3 separate regions of the Mus musculus genome follow, and all the other regions are linked to region 1. The links are chromatin contacts, called in public Hi-C and HiChIP or PLAC-seq maps. All regions are on one chromosome and are shown on one strand. The core of a region is the stretch at or near the end of the contact, and the rest is flanking DNA. Distances in the headings are between cores, read along the strand shown.

Region 1 (3,149 bases), core at 463-2,962:
AAATGGAGCAGAGGCGACAGTGAGCTCAGCCTGTCCCTTTATAAAGAGACAGAGGAACCTGCCTGGGGAGGATGCCTGTGTGGTTAAATCAGGGCTGTGGCTGGGACCAGGACACAGGTTGAAATCAGCTGTCCCCTCTCCAGCTGTGCCCTGCACAGGGCTGCGTTAGGAAGAAGCTCTGCAGCCTGAGAGTGCACAGCACACAGGCACACGGGGACCTGGCGCTACCAGACACACTGGTGGGGCTTAGATCCCTCCATGCTCTGTGGAAGCGTCTCATGGAAGCCACTCCACAGTCCCAGGGGTGACAGCGGGGTCTGTCACTCTCCTACTTCCTGGGTGTCACACTGGGGCAGAAGAACAAGCGCTAAGCTGTATGTAAGCGCCCTGCCTGTGCTCCTGTAGGAACAGGAAGAAAGCCACTCTCCATCCATGTCCCAGAGTGGGGACAGGGAGAGACCCTCTTCCTGTGGAAGCCCCTGTTTGTTCCTGCAGCCTGACCCAGCCTGCTCTTTTCTTATTTGTTCTTTGTTCTAACCAGCCCATCCAGGGCTCAGAGAGGAGATGAATAAGAAGTGTCCTTCTTGGAGACCCCTGGGATGTCTGGTGTTGGAGCTGTATAGCAGTGGTGTGTTTTCTGTCCCTGTGACTTCCACTTTCCCAGTGAAGTAAACAGTACCATGATAAATCTCTCTGCTGCCCCTTCATGTGGGCCACATGGTCAGTGGTAGGTTTTTAAAAAACCTTAGTCAACAAAATTCAACGTTTCTGCTTGGTGAGATTACACTGGCAACTCCTGGGTTGTGTGAGCTACCCTGTGTGTCTAATCCACCACCCTTCCTTTGCTATAAGGATCCAGATTAAGTTCCACCTGATAGTGTGAACCGTCCCCTTGGGTTCCTGGGCTTGACCACCTAGTGTCCTGTCAGCAGCTCTGTTTGGGGGATTTTAGAATCCTTCTATATATAGGGTCTAGTTGGAGGAAGTGAGTCACTTGTGGCTGGGCCTTTCTTAGCCCCACCCCTGGTATAGCAGTCCTGGCTGTTTCCTGAGCCTCTAGGCCAGTGGTTCTCAAACTTCCTAATACAGTGACCCTTTGATACACTTCCTCATGTTGTGGTGACCTCCAACCACAAAATTATTTGTTGCTACTTCATAACTGTAATTTGTTGCTCTCGTGAATCATAACGTATGTATCTGATACACAGGATCTGATATGTGAGTCCCAAAGGGGTCACAACCCATAGATTGAAAACCAGTGCTCTAGGATCTAAGCAAGCAGTGGGAGATTCCGGCAGCCACAGTGGGGAGTCACAGGGGACTCTGCCATGAATGCCTTTCCCACCATGAGAAAGGGCGCTTTGTCACCATGTGAACCCAGAGGAAGCCTTGGTCCCTTAAGGTGTATCTTCCGTGAATGTCACTCAGATGTGTAACTACCTGTGACTGCCACCCTTTGCCCTTGTTAAACTAGGTGGTCATGGCCTGTGGCTGGCCTGGCAGCTTTAATCTTTGGGTTCTTTGCCCACAAGAGTCCAGATGCACTTCATCTGAAGAGTGAAATTCAACCTTATGTCTACTTCTCATCCATATTTATTTGCCCTGAGCTTAAGCACACACCCACTGCTGCCTAAGGTTTGAAAGACCCCCCAACTTCCAGAACCCCCTTCACTTCCTCTCCTTCCCCATCTTTCCCACAAGAAGAGGGCTACAGGAGAGCCACAGACTCCAGAAGCAACACATGACCATTGGCCTCCCCAGAACTTCCTGGGACTTGCCTCACACCCTGCTTTCACGCTCTAGGCTCCTTTCTTTCTCTGGTGATATTTCCTCCCAATAACTCTGAGCTGGAGCAGCCCTGAGCTGGAGAGACTCTGAACTGGAGCAGCCCTGAGCTGGAGCAGCCCTATGCTGGAGGGACCCTGAGCTGGAGCAGCCCTGTGCTGGAGGGACCCTGAGCTGGAGCAGCCCTGTGCTGGAGGGACCCTGAGCTGGAGCAGCCCTGTGCTGGAGGGACCCTGAGCTGGAGCAGCCCTGTGCTGGAGGGACCCTGAGCTGGAGCAGCCCTGTGCTGGAGGGACCCTGAGCTGGAGCAGCCCTGTGCTGGAGGGACCCTGAGCTGGAGCAGCCCTGTGCTGGAGGGACCCTGAGCTGGAGCAGCCCTGTGCTGGAGGGACCCTGAGCTGGAGCAGCCCTGTGCTGGGACCCTGAGCTGGAGCAGCCCTGAGCTGGAGAGACTCTGAATTGGAGCAGCCCTGAGCTGGAGAGACTCTGAGCTGGAACAGCCCTATGCTGGAGGGACCCTGAGCTGGAGCAGCCCTGTGCTGGAGGGACCCTGAGCTGGAGCAGCCCTGTGCTGGAGGGACCCTGAGCTGGAGCAGCCCTGTGCTGGAGGGACCCTGAGCTGGAGCAGCCTTGTGCTGGAGAGACCCCGAGCTGGAACAGCCCCGAGCTGGAACAGTCCCGAGCTGCCTCTCTTGTTAGGAGTGAGCTGGTTTATCTGTGGGTCACGGAGGTGTACTGAGCTCCATCTGCAGATCAGTTAATCGCTAACAAATGTGGGCGAGTTTTCACCCAGCACAGACCACAGGCCGTGTCTCAGACGCTTTGCCAAGCCATTTTGGAGCTGTAAGCAACTGGCCTGCTTCCAAGCTGAATCTGTTCTGGCACACAGAGGCCATGAGCCTGTGAAGCTCTGACTCTGGCACTGGGATTGGGTTCGTGAGGAATCATGAGCCATGAGATGGCCTCCAGTCGGTCAGCAGGGCAGGAAGGGACTAGGACTCAGGATTAGGGGCCGAGTCATCACTGACCTTCACAGCGACCTCTGCACTGGCAGAGGTGGGAAGTGGGGTTTTCAGAACGCCTGCTTCGGTTGCTGGGCACTCTGCTTGGTTAGAGAGATGGTGGTAAGTTTGTCTGCCTCCATTTCCAAGTGGGCCGTCACAGGCATAACGGGGTTGGAGATACCAACAGACCAAAGAAGAAAAGCAACAGCTCGGTTATCACTAAGCCTTTCCATGGCTCACTGATGAGGACGTGAGAAGTTGGTAACCCACACCCCACAGTGACAGGGACTCCCTTTCAGACACTGCCATGAGTTGTCACGACAGCAGCAGTGGTGACTGTGACACCGTGTCGTCACTTCC
Region 2 (3,149 bases), core at 346-2,845, 470 kb before region 1:
AAATAAATCTTTAAAAAAAAAAAAAAAAAGACAAGGTCTCCTATAGCCCAGATTAGCCTCAACTCACAGCAATCCTCCTCTCTCAGCATCTCAAATTCAGGGACTACAGGCATAAGCCACTATAGCACATTAGTTCTTTCCTTTCCTTTCCCTTCCTTTGTTTTGTGTAAATATGTTTGAAGGCAGCCTGGGTAACAGGAGCCTGCACCACCAACCCCCCCCCCCCAGGGGAAAAAAAGCCCAAGGAAACCCATCCTTTCCTAAGAGGAGCCACCATTTCCTGTGTGGTATGGCTCCTGCAGGACCTGTCTCCTGCGTGTAGAGGTCAGAGGTCGGTGGGTACTCTCCCTCCACTATGTAGGCTCTGGGATGGGACTCAGGCCCTCTCTCTTGGAAGGAAGCCTCACAAGTGTCTCACCGTCTTCTTCGTTCTCTTTGTTGCTTAAAGCTTTATTTTATTGTTTGTTTATGTACACTTGTGTGCACATGTGAGTGTGTGTGCCTGCTCTCTCACAGGCCAGAACCCCTGGAGGTGGAGTTATATATAGATTAGTGTGGGGTGCTGGGAACCTAACCTGTTACATTGCAAGAACAACCAGGGCGATGAGCCACCTCTCCAGCTCCCCTTCATTCTTTTTTTTTTTTTTTTTTAATATTTATTTATTTTATTTTAGTACACTGTAGTTGTCTTCAGACACCCCAGAAGAGGGCATCAGATTTCATTACAGATGGTTGTGAGCCACCATGTGGTCGCTGGGATTTGAACTCAGAACCTCTAGAAGAGCAGTCAGTGCTCTTACTGCTGAGCCATCTCTCCAGCCCCCTTCATCCTTTTTTAATAACTGAAAAATACATTGTGTGAACCAGTCATGGGTGAGCACTGCGGACATCTGGTAGACCTGTGTATATACCTGGAGGTCCAAGTCCCTGGGTTATGTGGCTCTTCCTTCTGTCGTTGTTGTTGAACCTTTTGGGAGCTGCTAGGTGGTTTTCTGAACAGCCTATACTTTCCACAGCATCTTACAATGTCCTGTGTCGTCTGTTGATTCTAGGCATTTGTGCTAACAAGAGATGGTGGCTCAGTGACCTAGATAGGAAAGAAGGAAAGGAAGCATTATCTTAGGATTTCTTTATAATGTGTTTCCTTCCTTCCTTCCTTCCTCCCTTCCTTCCTTTCTTTCTTTTTAAAAATGTGTTTCAAGATAGGATTTTTCTATGGAGCCCTGGGATCGAAGCAGTGAGCACCACTGTCTCAGTTTTTGTGGGGGAGAGGGATGGGAGAGGTAGGGTTTCATGTTGCCCAGATCTCTTCCAGCTAGCTTTGTCCAAGGTGACCTTGAACTCCTAATCCTCCTTCCTCCACCTCCGGAATGCTGAAATGCTCTGTGTGAGCCACCACGACCTGTTTTTGTGGGGCTGAAGGATGGCTGGAATTCAGGGCTGCATGCAAACTAGACTCTAGCAACTGAGGGATGTCCTCAGACTTTTTTTTTCCTCTTTCATTTTCTTTTTGAGACAGTGTTGTCTCTCACTCTGTAGGTCTCACTGGCCCACCTCTGCCTCCCGAGAGCAGGGGAAAGGGTGTTCACAACTGCCATTTTTTTTTTTTTTATCTTACATATGCTAGGCTGCCCAGCATATGTAAGTACTCACTAGAATACCTCATTAGCCTTGAATTCTAGGCTGCCTTCCTGCCTCTGCCTGGTGAGAGCTGGGATTGCTAATTAATGTCACCACACCCTGCTTTGTCTGGGGTTCTGAGACGAGGCATACTGAACTGAACCTTTTGAAGGTTTAGTCCAGGTTCCTTTAGAAAGCCACTCCAGCAGGGTGGAGGTGGCACACACCTTTATCCCAGCACTCAGGAGGCAGACGCAGGTGGATTTCTGAGTTAGAGGCCAGCCTGGTCTACAAAGTGAGTTCCAGGACAGCCAGGGCTATATAGAGAAACCCTGTCTCGAAAAACCAACAACAACAACAACAACAAACAAACAAACAAACAAAAATAACAAAACAAACAAACAAAAAAAAAGAAAGCCACTCTCCGGGCTCTTGTTCACATGTTCACTTTGGAAAGTCTACTTCGACTTCTGATAAGATTTTGGGAGACCGATCTGTCTTGGTTGTCTCTCTGTACCAGCTGCTCAAACTGTGGGTTGAGATCCTTTCTTTGGGAGCTGAATGACCCTTTAGTAGGAAACACAGATATTTACACAAAAGTAGCAAAACTGCAGTTATAAAGTAGCAGTGACAATAATTTAATGGTTGGGGGTCACTATAGCATGCAGAACTGTCTTAAAAGGTCACAGCATTAGGAAGGCTGAGAGCACTGCTCTAAATTCTTGAATTGAAGGACTTCCTCCCAACTGGCAGTGGAACCCAGGGCCTTGGGCAAGCTAGGCAGGGAATGTCCACCAGTGACCTGCACAGAACACCTCAGCTCTTCATAGATGGCTTTTAGGCAAACACCCTAGCAACTGAAAGCTAGCTCTCACCCTACCTTTTCTCAGCCTGCTCAAGCAGGGTTGTAACTTCCTACAGTGTGAGCCCTAGGCCTTCCATCCTGCCTTGAGATTTACATAACCACCCAAGCCCCGCCCCCCAAAGGCCGGGCTCCTCCCTTTCTGGAGCCTGGTTGTTAACTTCACACAAACAGGCTTGGTTCTCCGTTCCATTTTTTGTTTTTTTGTTTTTGGCTTCTGGGGATTTCCCGTACTTTCTCGTGAACTCAGTTATTCATTTGAAAGATCAGTTGTCCTTTACTTAGAATTTCCACTTGTCTGCGTGGGGGCGGAGTGTTCAGTACTGCCTACTCTGGAGTGTTGCTGGAAATGGCCACCTTGGCTTTCAGGACACCGCTTCTTTTGGGGCTCTTCGTTCCACCTGGCATCTCTGGGTGTTCCTTCACATGTAACCCCAGCCTCTCCTGTCTCCTCAGGCCTGCAACTCCTCAGCTTCGAGTCCTTTAATGAACCAGCTGACTCATCTCAAATTGGAAATCAGACAGGTCAACCTGGTTCCTGTTTGGTCAGATATTTTTGGGCCCAGCTCTCTTATAAATCACTGGCCAGCCGGTGCCTTGGCTGTCCCTGGGGTGACACCCATGCCTGACCCAATCATCTGTAGTCTGAGCAGAAGTAGGCAGTCAC
Region 3 (3,149 bases), core at 211-2,710, 260 kb before region 1:
TTGAGAACTTGGGAACTTTGAAATGTGCCCAGGGCTCAGGGCCAAGGGCAGGGCTCTTGGATGGCCCAGAAGTGCGAACATTCTATGAACATCTGAGTTCTCAGTGGGGTTTGTGGGGGGGTCAAGAATGGCGCTTCAGCTGGCAGGTCAGGGTGCTGATGGTGCCCCTCTTCCCTCAGGGCAAATATCAGGATGTGACCAGAGCTGTTAGGTCTGAGCCTGGGCCCCTGCAGCTCTGACAGACTAGGCTGAGCCATTCATCCCTAATATTCCAATTGAAGAGGCAGGTCACAGTGAAAGGCAGAGGAAAGAGCTCTCTACCTTAGGGTTCCCATGTGAGGTTTAGCTTTAAATAGAGGGCAAGGTTTCAACAGCTCAGCAGCCCTGGCTAAAGCATGATCCTTCCCAGCACTGTCTCAGCTCCGGGCCTCAGGTCTATCCCGTGTGTGACCTGCCAATAGTGTGTGGAATCTCTTTCTGAAAGGCAAATTCCTCTGCCTGGGAGCAGGCTGCAGCCTCTTTCTTCACTGTGCATGGGATTCCTGGGGAAATCTTAACTTCTTGGAGGTCCATTAATAGTCTGATATTCAGAGAGAGGGACACAGTGTCTTTCTAAGGTATCTTTTCTCCTGTCAGAATAGTTACAAGGGGGCTAGTCTGTTGCCAACATATCCCAGATCACAGAGAGAGCATACTGGCCACCAACCGCTCCAACAAGTCCGATTTTCTCTCTGCCCTTTGCAGACTTGTGCTAGATTCCTTTTCCAGCCAGTGGGAGATGGATGGTTTCATTACTTGTGGCGCTCAGCAATAAATCTCGCAGTAGCAGTGGAGGCGAGCTCTTTCCCCAGGTTACCTCCCGTCCTGTGATTCATCACGCTTAATCTTTCCTTTACCTTTGAATCTGGGGGCTGGGGAGGAGCAGAGGCCCCGGGGACTGAGGGGCTGTCACTCCTCAGAGGCTGAGAAGAAGGGACTGTCTGCTGACAGGGTCACAGCTCGAGGTGGACTGGAGCAATGGCAGCCTCAGTGTAAGGGAAGGGACTGTAAAGGGACCTTGGGGGAACTGCCACTCCTGGTTTGCCAAGAAAGTCTTCCAGAGAAGAAGGGGAGAAAGCTGACTGTCAGACAGAAAGGAAGCAGCCGTAAAGTTCTCCGCCAGGGGAGTGCTGAAGAATCTAATTCCCGATGAAATGTGTTCTTGTTTGTGTACAATTAATTTTCCTCCCAAATGAAGGGCTTTGTCTCTCACTCTGTGTTTCAATAGCAACCGCGCAATTAAGGCAGCGCGCGCGTCTCTCCTCAGAAAGGGGCAGCTTGGTGCTAACATGGTGGGAAGCAAACATTGCTTGGATTGGTTCCTGGTTCTAAGGAAATTAAAAAGAAAACACAAAGGAAGGAAGAAAACACCTCCAAATAGAGACTTGGCCACACAGGGATGGCGTCACTAGAGGAATGGGGAAGTCCTGAGAATGGAGGCCAGGGACGCCTGCTCTCACTGAGGGAGACTTGGAGGAGTGCTCAGGGGGGAGGTCCCAGAGTTTTTGGAAACTAGAATGATGAGTTAGGTTGCCCTGGGTCTAGGTGGGAGGGGCATGTGAGTGAAGCAGGCTACACTGTTTCTCCTTGCAAGTTCATTTTATCTGCTGTAGCTACACTCAGAAAAAATACTTAGTCACTTTGAGCAGTTGCCCTTTTACAACTGTCCTTGGAGCTGAAGGAACTCGGCATTTTCTTTTCCCAGTTTTCACGTGTTCATGTGTATGTGTGTGTGCATGCGTGTGCACGTGTGTGTGTGTACAGATGTACATGTACTTGGAGGCCTGGGGTTGGAAATCCACCACCTCGATGGATCTTCCGCTTAGGCCATTGAGGCAGAGTCTCTCAATCAAACCTAGAATTCACTGGCATGGCTGGTTCTTGCCACCCACCTTGCTCTAGAACACCCTCCCCCACCCATCTGCCTTCAGAGGCTGCAGTTATAGGGCCACCGGTTGTTCCCATTTCTGTGGGTTTCTGGGGATCAGGAGTCTGGCCTTCATGCTTTCATCCCAAGCACTTTCAAACGCTGAGCCATCTCCCAAGCTCTATGGAACTCTTGCCCCAACTATATACTTCAGTGTGTGTGTATGCATCTGTGTGTGAGTGTGTGTGTATGTGTGCATGTGTGCACATGTGTATATAGGTCTACCTACAGAGGCCAGAAGTGAGCCTCAGATTCCTTGAAGCTGGAGTGACAGGCTTTGGTAAGCCACTTGATGTGGGTCCTGGAACTCTGGACTCCTGTCTCCTGATAGAGCAGTGAGTGCCCTTAACTGCTGAGCCATCTCTCGAGCTTTGGCTTGGCTTTGTGTTCACCTTATTGATTGATAGTTTTAAAAACGTCCTTACTGCTTTGTCTTGACACAAAGGTGGTCTCATTCCACTCATCTTTTAAAGTCTCTGGTTGATGGTGGAAGCCTTCGCTCTGTGCCCCCCCACCCCGTGTTCTCCATCTTCTAGCGTCTCACGTGTGTGGGATCCCCTCAGACCTCAAGTGTCTGTGCACTCCTCTGTCGGCTTGTGAGGGCTTGTGGGATGGTGGGACGGACTGAAACAGTGAGGCTAGCCGGTTGTCAGTCTCAGTTACATCTATGAAGTCCCTTGTCCCATGTTAACTAATGTGACCGTGGGCAACGCCTCAGATGGCAGAGCTCCAAGGGACCCATCCAATGTTGAGGAGATAACCCAACTGGTAAAGAGTGAAAACATTGATCAGAAATTTCAGAGATGTGTGTGGCCACTGAGTCATAGAGACTCAGGCAAAGCCACCATGTGACAGACGACCTTCAAGAGCGACACAAACATCAGAGGTTTTCTGTGTACCCGAAGACACCTTGTATCATGGCGGTTCTTCAAGGCGCACCAACATTATGAGCCAACAGTTTCAGCCTTTGGGGGCTAAGCCCTTAGTCTATAGCCGTACCAACCCAAATGCTCCTGATCTCAGAAGCTAAGCAGGGTCGGCCTGGGTAGTCCTTGGATGGGAGAAAGCTGACTGAACTTACTGTTGGACCTGGCAACCTCCAGAAGAGTAAAACAGCCTCATTCAGGGTAGGCTCAGCTCGAGCCATGACGATGCCCATCAACACGGAGAATGGATAGTCACC

The links. Hi-C and Micro-C count contacts between places; a contact is called where the count stands out from the background. HiChIP or PLAC-seq counts read pairs in DNA pulled down with a chosen protein or histone mark.
Region 2: an H3K27ac HiChIP or PLAC-seq map of microglia shows a contact between it and region 1, with 4 times the contacts expected there. The contact joins the promoter of Platr29 here to the promoter of 5031425F14Rik in region 1. A contact is called at or near these places in 3 of 115 datasets of contacts at active chromatin or transcription factors (bone marrow-derived macrophages, embryonic stem cells and microglia) and 2 of 9 other capture datasets (embryonic tail and liver).
Region 3: a Hi-C map of bone marrow-derived macrophages shows a contact between it and region 1, with 24 read pairs. The contact joins the enhancer-like site here to the promoter of 5031425F14Rik in region 1. A contact is called at or near these places in 1 of 15 datasets of contacts at CTCF or cohesin (pro-B cells), 14 of 484 Hi-C or Micro-C datasets (B cells, the G1E-ER4 cell line, the P5424 cell line and 6 more), 13 of 115 datasets of contacts at active chromatin or transcription factors (acute myeloid leukemia, bone marrow-derived macrophages, embryonic basal ganglia and 4 more) and 3 of 9 other capture datasets (embryonic stem cells, embryonic tail and embryonic trunk).

What each region holds. Positions count from the first base shown.
Region 1 is chr2:166,445,739-166,448,887 of GRCm38.p6, forward strand. It overlaps 5031425F14Rik (RIKEN cDNA 5031425F14 gene), which reads left to right and starts at 1,713. Exons shown (of 3, transcript NR_015558.3): 1 at 1,713-2,909.
Region 2 is chr2:165,980,061-165,983,209 of GRCm38.p6, forward strand. Platr29 (a long non-coding RNA gene) reads right to left here and starts at 1,596. Exons shown (of 3, transcript XR_001783549.1): 1 at 912-1,596.
Region 3 is chr2:166,186,746-166,189,894 of GRCm38.p6, forward strand. No RefSeq gene overlaps it. Among named protein-coding and RNA genes, the nearest start is that of Gm30536, 6.1 kb to the right of the region's middle. Within about 2 kb of position 1,461, at least 19 of the 459 cell types and tissues checked have an H3K27ac peak or open chromatin away from gene starts, as enhancers often do. A contact at or near this core is called in bone marrow-derived macrophages, embryonic tail and uterus, where this site is marked.